Linked DNA regions of Sus scrofa: region 1 is linked to region 2. Evidence: chromatin contacts called from public HiChIP or PLAC-seq data. All regions are on one chromosome and are shown on one strand. The core of a region is the stretch at or near the end of the contact, and the rest is flanking DNA. Distances in the headings are between cores, read along the strand shown.

Region 1 (3,284 bases), core at 631-3,130, 140 kb before region 2:
CTGAGTAGTATTCCATTGTACATAGGTACCACATTTTCCTAATCCATTTGCATTTCAGTTCTTTGGCTGGATCTCAAACCAGATAGAAATTAGCATACCCATGAAACATAAGGATCTTATTGAATTTCATTATTGTGTTAAAAATATTATTATAATATGCCATCTATACACACACACAGGCACAATGATGAGAAATGTAGGTTGTGAGAATTTCACTTTCAAATTATAGATTTTTTTCAGTTGGCTTTTTCCTTTTCAACATTATTTTGATGACTTCCCTACAGGTCTTCCCACCACTTGGCCATTTCAATCCACTCTCTCATAAGATACAGCCCCAAGTTCTTGTTAAATACTAGAGATTCTATCACTATAGCGATACCCCTGGTCATTAAATAGGGAACCATCCTGATGCTGCACTAATTTATAAGTCCCAGCTCATTTAAAATTTTGCATCTATAACTGGTTTTAGTATACTATCTCCATTTTAATTATAGTTATTTTATTCTTTCACTTATGTACAGGTAAGTGTTCCCTGTTATTACTTAGCCTAACACTCATTTCTCTTCTAATGTCCATCCATACGTCTACCCTTACATTTTTTCTGTTCTTCTAGATAGAGCTTCTGATGGTCTCACTTCTCTTAAGTCTAAACCCCTTCACTGTCAGTAGGGGCAGGCTGTTGGCTGCTTCGTTGTGTCTCCCATTACAGTCGCGCTTGAGCATTTAAATATTGAAATACGTGTTGCCTTATTATACCTTATCATCTTTTATGTTAGAGGAGTGGTTCTGAATGGAGGATGATTTTGACCCCCAGGGGACACTTGGCAATTGCATATTGGCAATATCTGGAGACTTTTTGGTTGTCACAATTAGGGGTGAGGTACTACTGGCATTTAGTGGGTAGAGGCCTGGGATACTGCTAAGCCTCCTACAAGGGGCCCAGGATGGCACTTGAAGAGATCCATGGCTGGGAGTTCCCTGATGGTGTAGTGGTTAGGATTTGGCATGTGCACTTCAGGGGCACAGGTTCAATTCCTGGTCTGAGAACTGAGATCCCACATCAAGCTGCTGGATGCAATGGCCATTAAAAAAAAGTAAAGTTCCACGGCTCCATGTCAGTAGTTCTCATGTTAAAAACTCTTGTGTTCAGCATTCCTATTGTGGTGCAGTGGGTAAGGATCTGGCACAGGTTGCAGCTGTGGCTCGGATCAGAGCCCTGTACCTGGAACTTGCCTATGCTGTGGGTAAAGCCAAATACAACTAAAAACTCCGTGTTAGAGTGTTACATAGATATTTTTAAAATGTATACAGATGGCTTACATAATCCATGAATTTCATTTGGGATATTAAAGGGAGTTTACAAAATATTTGTTACACAAACAAGCTACAAACCACTGGCATAAATCAAAATAAGAACTAGGAGTCTAGGTAGACTTTGGATTCCCCGCTTTCACCATGGCCCTTGAACTAGTGAGGTAAATAGAAAATGACTTTGAAAAAGTGTTCTATCCTCAATCTTGTGTGGAAGCCAAAGGTCAAAAGCGAAACTCCAGTGTGTCTAAATGGCTGCACGCCATCCCCAGCTGTGTTCCTCCAGCGGCCATCACCAAGCATCCTCATGTCAAGAAACATTCGCTCGGCCCCCAGTGGAGCTAGCCTTCTCCCCCCGCATTTTGAAGAACAAAAAACGGGAACGCACAGGAGGCTCCAAATCACCCACAAAATTTGGTAGAAACACTTCCCCTTCAAGTCAGCCCCCAGCTCTGGGACATGGTCCCCGTCTGGGAGGAACGCAGCTGCAAGGAGGCCACAAGGGCTTCTGCCCGGTGCCTCAAATATCCTGAGAAGAATGTGTCACAATTACTTAAAGGCGTGGCGCTTAGTGTGGCTAAGACGGGGGAGAAGCAAGTTTGTATATAGTACCATCAGCACATTCCTTCCCGAGATGCACTGGGAAGCCTTCCCTGCAAATGGCATTAAACAAATGGAATGGAAAATTCCAGAGTCTGCAAAGCAAAATCGGGGTGAGACTTAGGAGGGATGCTGAATTCTCTCCCAGCGCAGTAACTCCGCAGCATCTGGCCCCCGTGCAGCCATTTTTCATGCTGGGTGGCCTTGAACACAGCCTTACTCTTCTGTGCCCTGACGGGTGCTGCTTCTGCTTCACAAATCCACTCAAGGTTGCAGCAAACAGGGGAAAGAACGGCCCCATCCATGTCAGAACCAGAGCTGGCTTTAAATGCTGTTACATCCCCAGCCGCCTGGATGGCTGGGGAAGGGTCCTAGGCACTAAGCCAGCCCTGAACTCTGAGCCCCCTGGAGGCCACTTACTGATTTAGGCCTGGCTTTGGACTTTCAAACCATTTTAAGAGGGGCCACTGGATCCTTATAAGCTCTTGCTCTGTGTTGGGTTATACATGCATAATCTCATTTGTTTCCTCACGAGAATCCAAAATATAGGAGCTAGTATCCCTTTCGTGGGCGGGGAAGATGAGGCCCCAGCTGTGACGTGAGTTGTCCCGGCTCATGGTGATGGGGATGGAAGGGCCGAGGCACGGCTGAGGCCAGGCATGGCGCTTACCTGATGCCTTTGGAACTGGTCAGGGCCTCATCCCTTCCTTCTGGGGCAATCACTGCCAAAAGCCAACTCTCACACCTCCTGGGAAGAGAGTTTGTGAAGCCGACCAGCCCTTCTCCAGGACTCCCAACTCAGAGGGCCTCAGCCCAGCACCCCCACCTTGGCTCCCGGCAACCACATCTGCTTGGTGGAGAAATGGGTGGGGCCCAAAGAAGAGATTTATTGCGTCTCCAGTGCTTTGGGCTCCATCCCAGCCACACAGAATTGGAGCGATGACAAGGATAAATGTGTTTGGCTCTGAGCTCAGTCACTGAGGATTTATTTAGCACCTGCAGCAATAAAAAATAACGATGCTGCAGCGTGCAAGGCACCGCACAGGCACGCGGGAGGACGCAGAGGAGGGTTGACACAGAGGGTGCTCACTTGCTCTCCAGCGGCTTGTAATCTAGCTACGGAACAGAGCTGATTCCCAGCGAATCTCCAGCAGGGGCGAAGGTGGGGCATCTCCGAGAGGAGGAACCCCAGAGTTTGTGTGCACTGAGGTCACACATGAGGAACGGAGTGACAACGGCAGATTCTGTTGACATATGAGCTTTCTTTTTATTTTTCTTTTCTTTTCTTTTTCTTTTTTTGGCCTTTTAAACACATAGAAAGATAAAATTGAAAAATAAAGCTAAGAAAAAAGGAAGGAAAAAACTACCCCAAA
Region 2 (3,177 bases), core at 69-2,568:
GCAAATTCACTCACAAGCGCTGCGAGACCCCTGGGCAGCTCCTGCACGCCGGCCCTCGCGGGGACACAGGCGCACGCAGACCCCCGCGCAGCCCGCGCCCAGTCCTCTCTCCGCTCCGCCGTGTTTTTTTATGAATGAAAATGTGGTATGCAAATGAGAGCGATTCAAGAAAACGAAATGGCGGAGCCTGGGCCCCAGAGGGCTCCCAAAAGGAGCGTCGGGCGAGCAGCGGGGCGGGAGAGTCACAAAGTCACTGTGTTAAAACCCACCGACGCCGGGGAGCCGGAGCGGGGGTGTCAGGTCTTCCGCTCCCGCCGCCGAGGATCTCGGGGGGAGGGGTGTTTGTGAGTCCCCGGAGAGGGAGCGGGGACAGCCCCGAGGTCACCCGCGCGCCCTTGGCCCCCGCAGCGGCCACCAGCCCGCCGACTCAAGGCGCGCCCCCAACGGCCCGCAGCAGCTTTTGCCCCCTCCTCACTTCAACAACAAGGGGTCAAATCTCGCATCCTAAACCCACAGACCAGCTATTCGCTGCACCCCACGCCAAGTTCACCCAACCAGCGTCCCCGCCCGCGTCCTCAGCCCCGGACTCCACGCTGCCCCCGCGGGACACCCTCGTTCCACCCCGCGGCCAAACTTACTCGTCCGGGTGTGTTTCTTCGGTCATTTTCCTGTTCACCTAGACGCCTGTCCCGCGGCGAGCAGCTTTGCTCCCTTCATCTTCCTGTCCGCTCACCCCCCTTCTTCACATCTCCGGAGATCGCCTGATTTGGTGGGGGCGGGGGGGGTGCTAAAGATGAAGGGGGCGCCGCAGAAGGCAGAAGGGGAAGCTGGGTGACCGGAGCGCGGGGTGAGGTCTGGAGGAAGGGGTGCACAGGCAAGCTTGGGTCGGGGGGAGCGAGCGCCGCAGCGCCGAGGGTCGAGGCGGGCGGGGGCTCGGGGTTCGGAAGCGGGCAGAGGGGAATGATTTGGGCAGGGGACGGCGGTGGGGGAGAGGAGGAGAAAAACAAGCTCTCCGTGGAGCGGCGGGGACTGCGGAGAGCGGGAGAGGGCCAGCAGCCGGTGGGGGCTCAGCCTTGGGTCGCCCCCGGGGGGCTGGGCCAATCACGGTTCCGGGGAGCGGTCGGAGGCCGGGGGAGGTGCGCCTGGGAGGCGGTGCAGGGCGCCCCGTCCGAGCCCCATCTCTCGACTCCACCGATTTACTCCATATTGGATTCTCACCGCCGCCAACAGGAGGAGGAAGTAGGGCGGAAGCGATGACGTCTTCCCAGCCGCCAGAGGTGGTGGAGTGCAAAAAGCTTCCTACTTGCGACCGAAAAAAAAAAAAAAAAAAAAAAAAAAAAAAAAGGAGAAAAAAAAAAACTTTGTCTCGCCTATTGAGCATGCTCGGCTTCCTTTCCCCCTCCCTCCTGGCTTCCACTCCCGGAGGAGCCCGGGAGCGGAGTTGTTTGCGCCGCGTCTGACTCCGGATCCTCCTTAGTTAGGCTCCGGGTTTTAAAATGCCCGAGAGGAGGGAGGAGGCGGCAGCCGGGGACTCGCACACATCTGGCTCCCGTTTGGCTCCCTCCCTCCTTCCAAACGCCTGGATTAAAATTCAGAGGGTGAGGAGAGGAGGGGGGTAGACGTAGAGCTCTGGAGGGGACTGGTGGGGTGCTCCGGCTCAGAAGACCAATTACCCGCCACCGTGGGGCCGGAGGGTGGAGGCGGTACAGGTGCCTCTGCCAAGATTCTGTATGGCAGAGGCTTTTCAGTTACACATGAAATCTTGTGATTTTTTTTTCTTGGTAGGGGAACGGGCATTCTAAAGGAAACATTATTTTGTGCATTTTATAAAAAAAGGTAAATCCAACAAGCCCAGAAACTTGCATTCCAGTAGAAATGATGGATTTTCCCAGGTTAAAACGTAAACCCAGGAGTTCCCTTGTGGCTCAGCGGGTTAAGGATCCTGCATTGCTACTGTAGCTGCTCAGGTCACTGCTGTGATGCGGGATGGATCCCTGGTCCACGAATTTCCATATGCCCCGAGCACGATAAAAAAAAAAAAGGTAAACCCAGGAGTTCCCATCGTGGCCCAGCGGAAACGAATCCGACTAGGAACCATGAGGTTGTGGTTCGATCCCTGGCCTTGCTCTAGTGGGTTAAGGATCAGGCGTTGCCGTGAGCTGTGGTGTAGGTCGCAGACGCGGCTCTGATCCCGCGTTGCTGTGGCTCTGGCTTAGGCCGCGGCAGCAGCTCTGATTAGATCCCTAGCTTGGGAACCTCCATATGCCGCTGGTGCGGCCCTAAAAAAAGACAAAAAAGGAAAAAAAAAAAAAGTAAATCCAAATATGGTTTTTTAGTTGTTCAGTAAATCTCTCTCAAGCTGGTGGAGGATGGTCCTTGACCCAGGCCCTTGAAGGCCGCCGATCCTGGGCCAGAGGTTACCATCCACATGGGCTTTGGCACAGTGAGATGGGAAGATGGAGACCTCCTCGAGTCTCCCCTCCATGCACTCCCCTTTGTCTTTAAATTATTTTCCTGCCTTGGCCTGGGACCATGAGCCTGGGTGGGTTCCCGCTTTCTAAAACAGCACTGTCTAGGCAATGGGCAGACCACCTTTACAATTGCACACAGAATCTTTGCTTGGCTTGATGCTCTGCTGTTGCAGTCTTAAAATTCTTTATAGTGTTTGAACAGGGAGCTCCACATTGTTTTCCTTGCCATGGGTCCCACAAATTCCATAGCCATTGGATATTTACTTCTGGGGTCTTACTAGGGAGCAAGAGATACAGTCCCTGCCCTTTCCAGTTCTCCAAACACAGTAGACTTTTCTATCCTCCTGAATGTGCCGAGACAATACGCAGAGATTTTTTTTTTTTTGTCTTTTTGCCTTTTTTGGGGGGCCGCTCTTGCAGCATATGGAGGTTCCCAGGCTAGGGGTCTAATCCAACCTCATGGTTCCTGGTTGGATTCGTTAACCACTGAGCCACGACGGGAACTCCAACACAGAGATTTTTAACGTAATAGCAACCACTGAAAAAATTGAGAAGATTAAGTATATGCCTCAAGTATAGTATACCTAAAGGGTATATCTGTGCATTTGGAGAGCCACAAGTATGCCAAAGATAGTAAGAGTTTCACTCTGAGTCAAGGAAAAATTAGTGGTTAACCCTAGGCTTTGTGCTTTTCACAATCATGATC

The links. HiChIP or PLAC-seq counts read pairs in DNA pulled down with a chosen protein or histone mark.
Region 1: an H3K27ac HiChIP or PLAC-seq map of skeletal muscle shows a contact between it and region 2. The contact joins the enhancer-like site here to the promoter of SPRED2 in region 2. A contact is called at or near these places in 5 of 47 Hi-C or Micro-C datasets (fibroblasts, heart right ventricle, liver and 2 more) and 2 of 2 datasets of contacts at active chromatin or transcription factors (alveolar macrophages and skeletal muscle).

Annotation. Positions count from the first base shown.
Region 1 is chr3:76,671,242-76,674,525 of Sscrofa11.1, reverse strand. No RefSeq gene overlaps it. Among named protein-coding and RNA genes, the nearest start is that of ACTR2, 56 kb to the left of the region's middle. Within about 2 kb of position 1,880, at least 3 of the 83 cell types and tissues checked have an H3K27ac peak or open chromatin away from gene starts, as enhancers often do. A contact at or near this core is called in skeletal muscle, where this site is marked.
Region 2 is chr3:76,525,787-76,528,963 of Sscrofa11.1, reverse strand. It overlaps SPRED2 (sprouty-related, EVH1 domain-containing protein 2), which reads right to left and starts at 1,318. Exons shown (of 7, transcript XM_021087442.1): 1 at 639-1,318. The coding sequence starts at 664.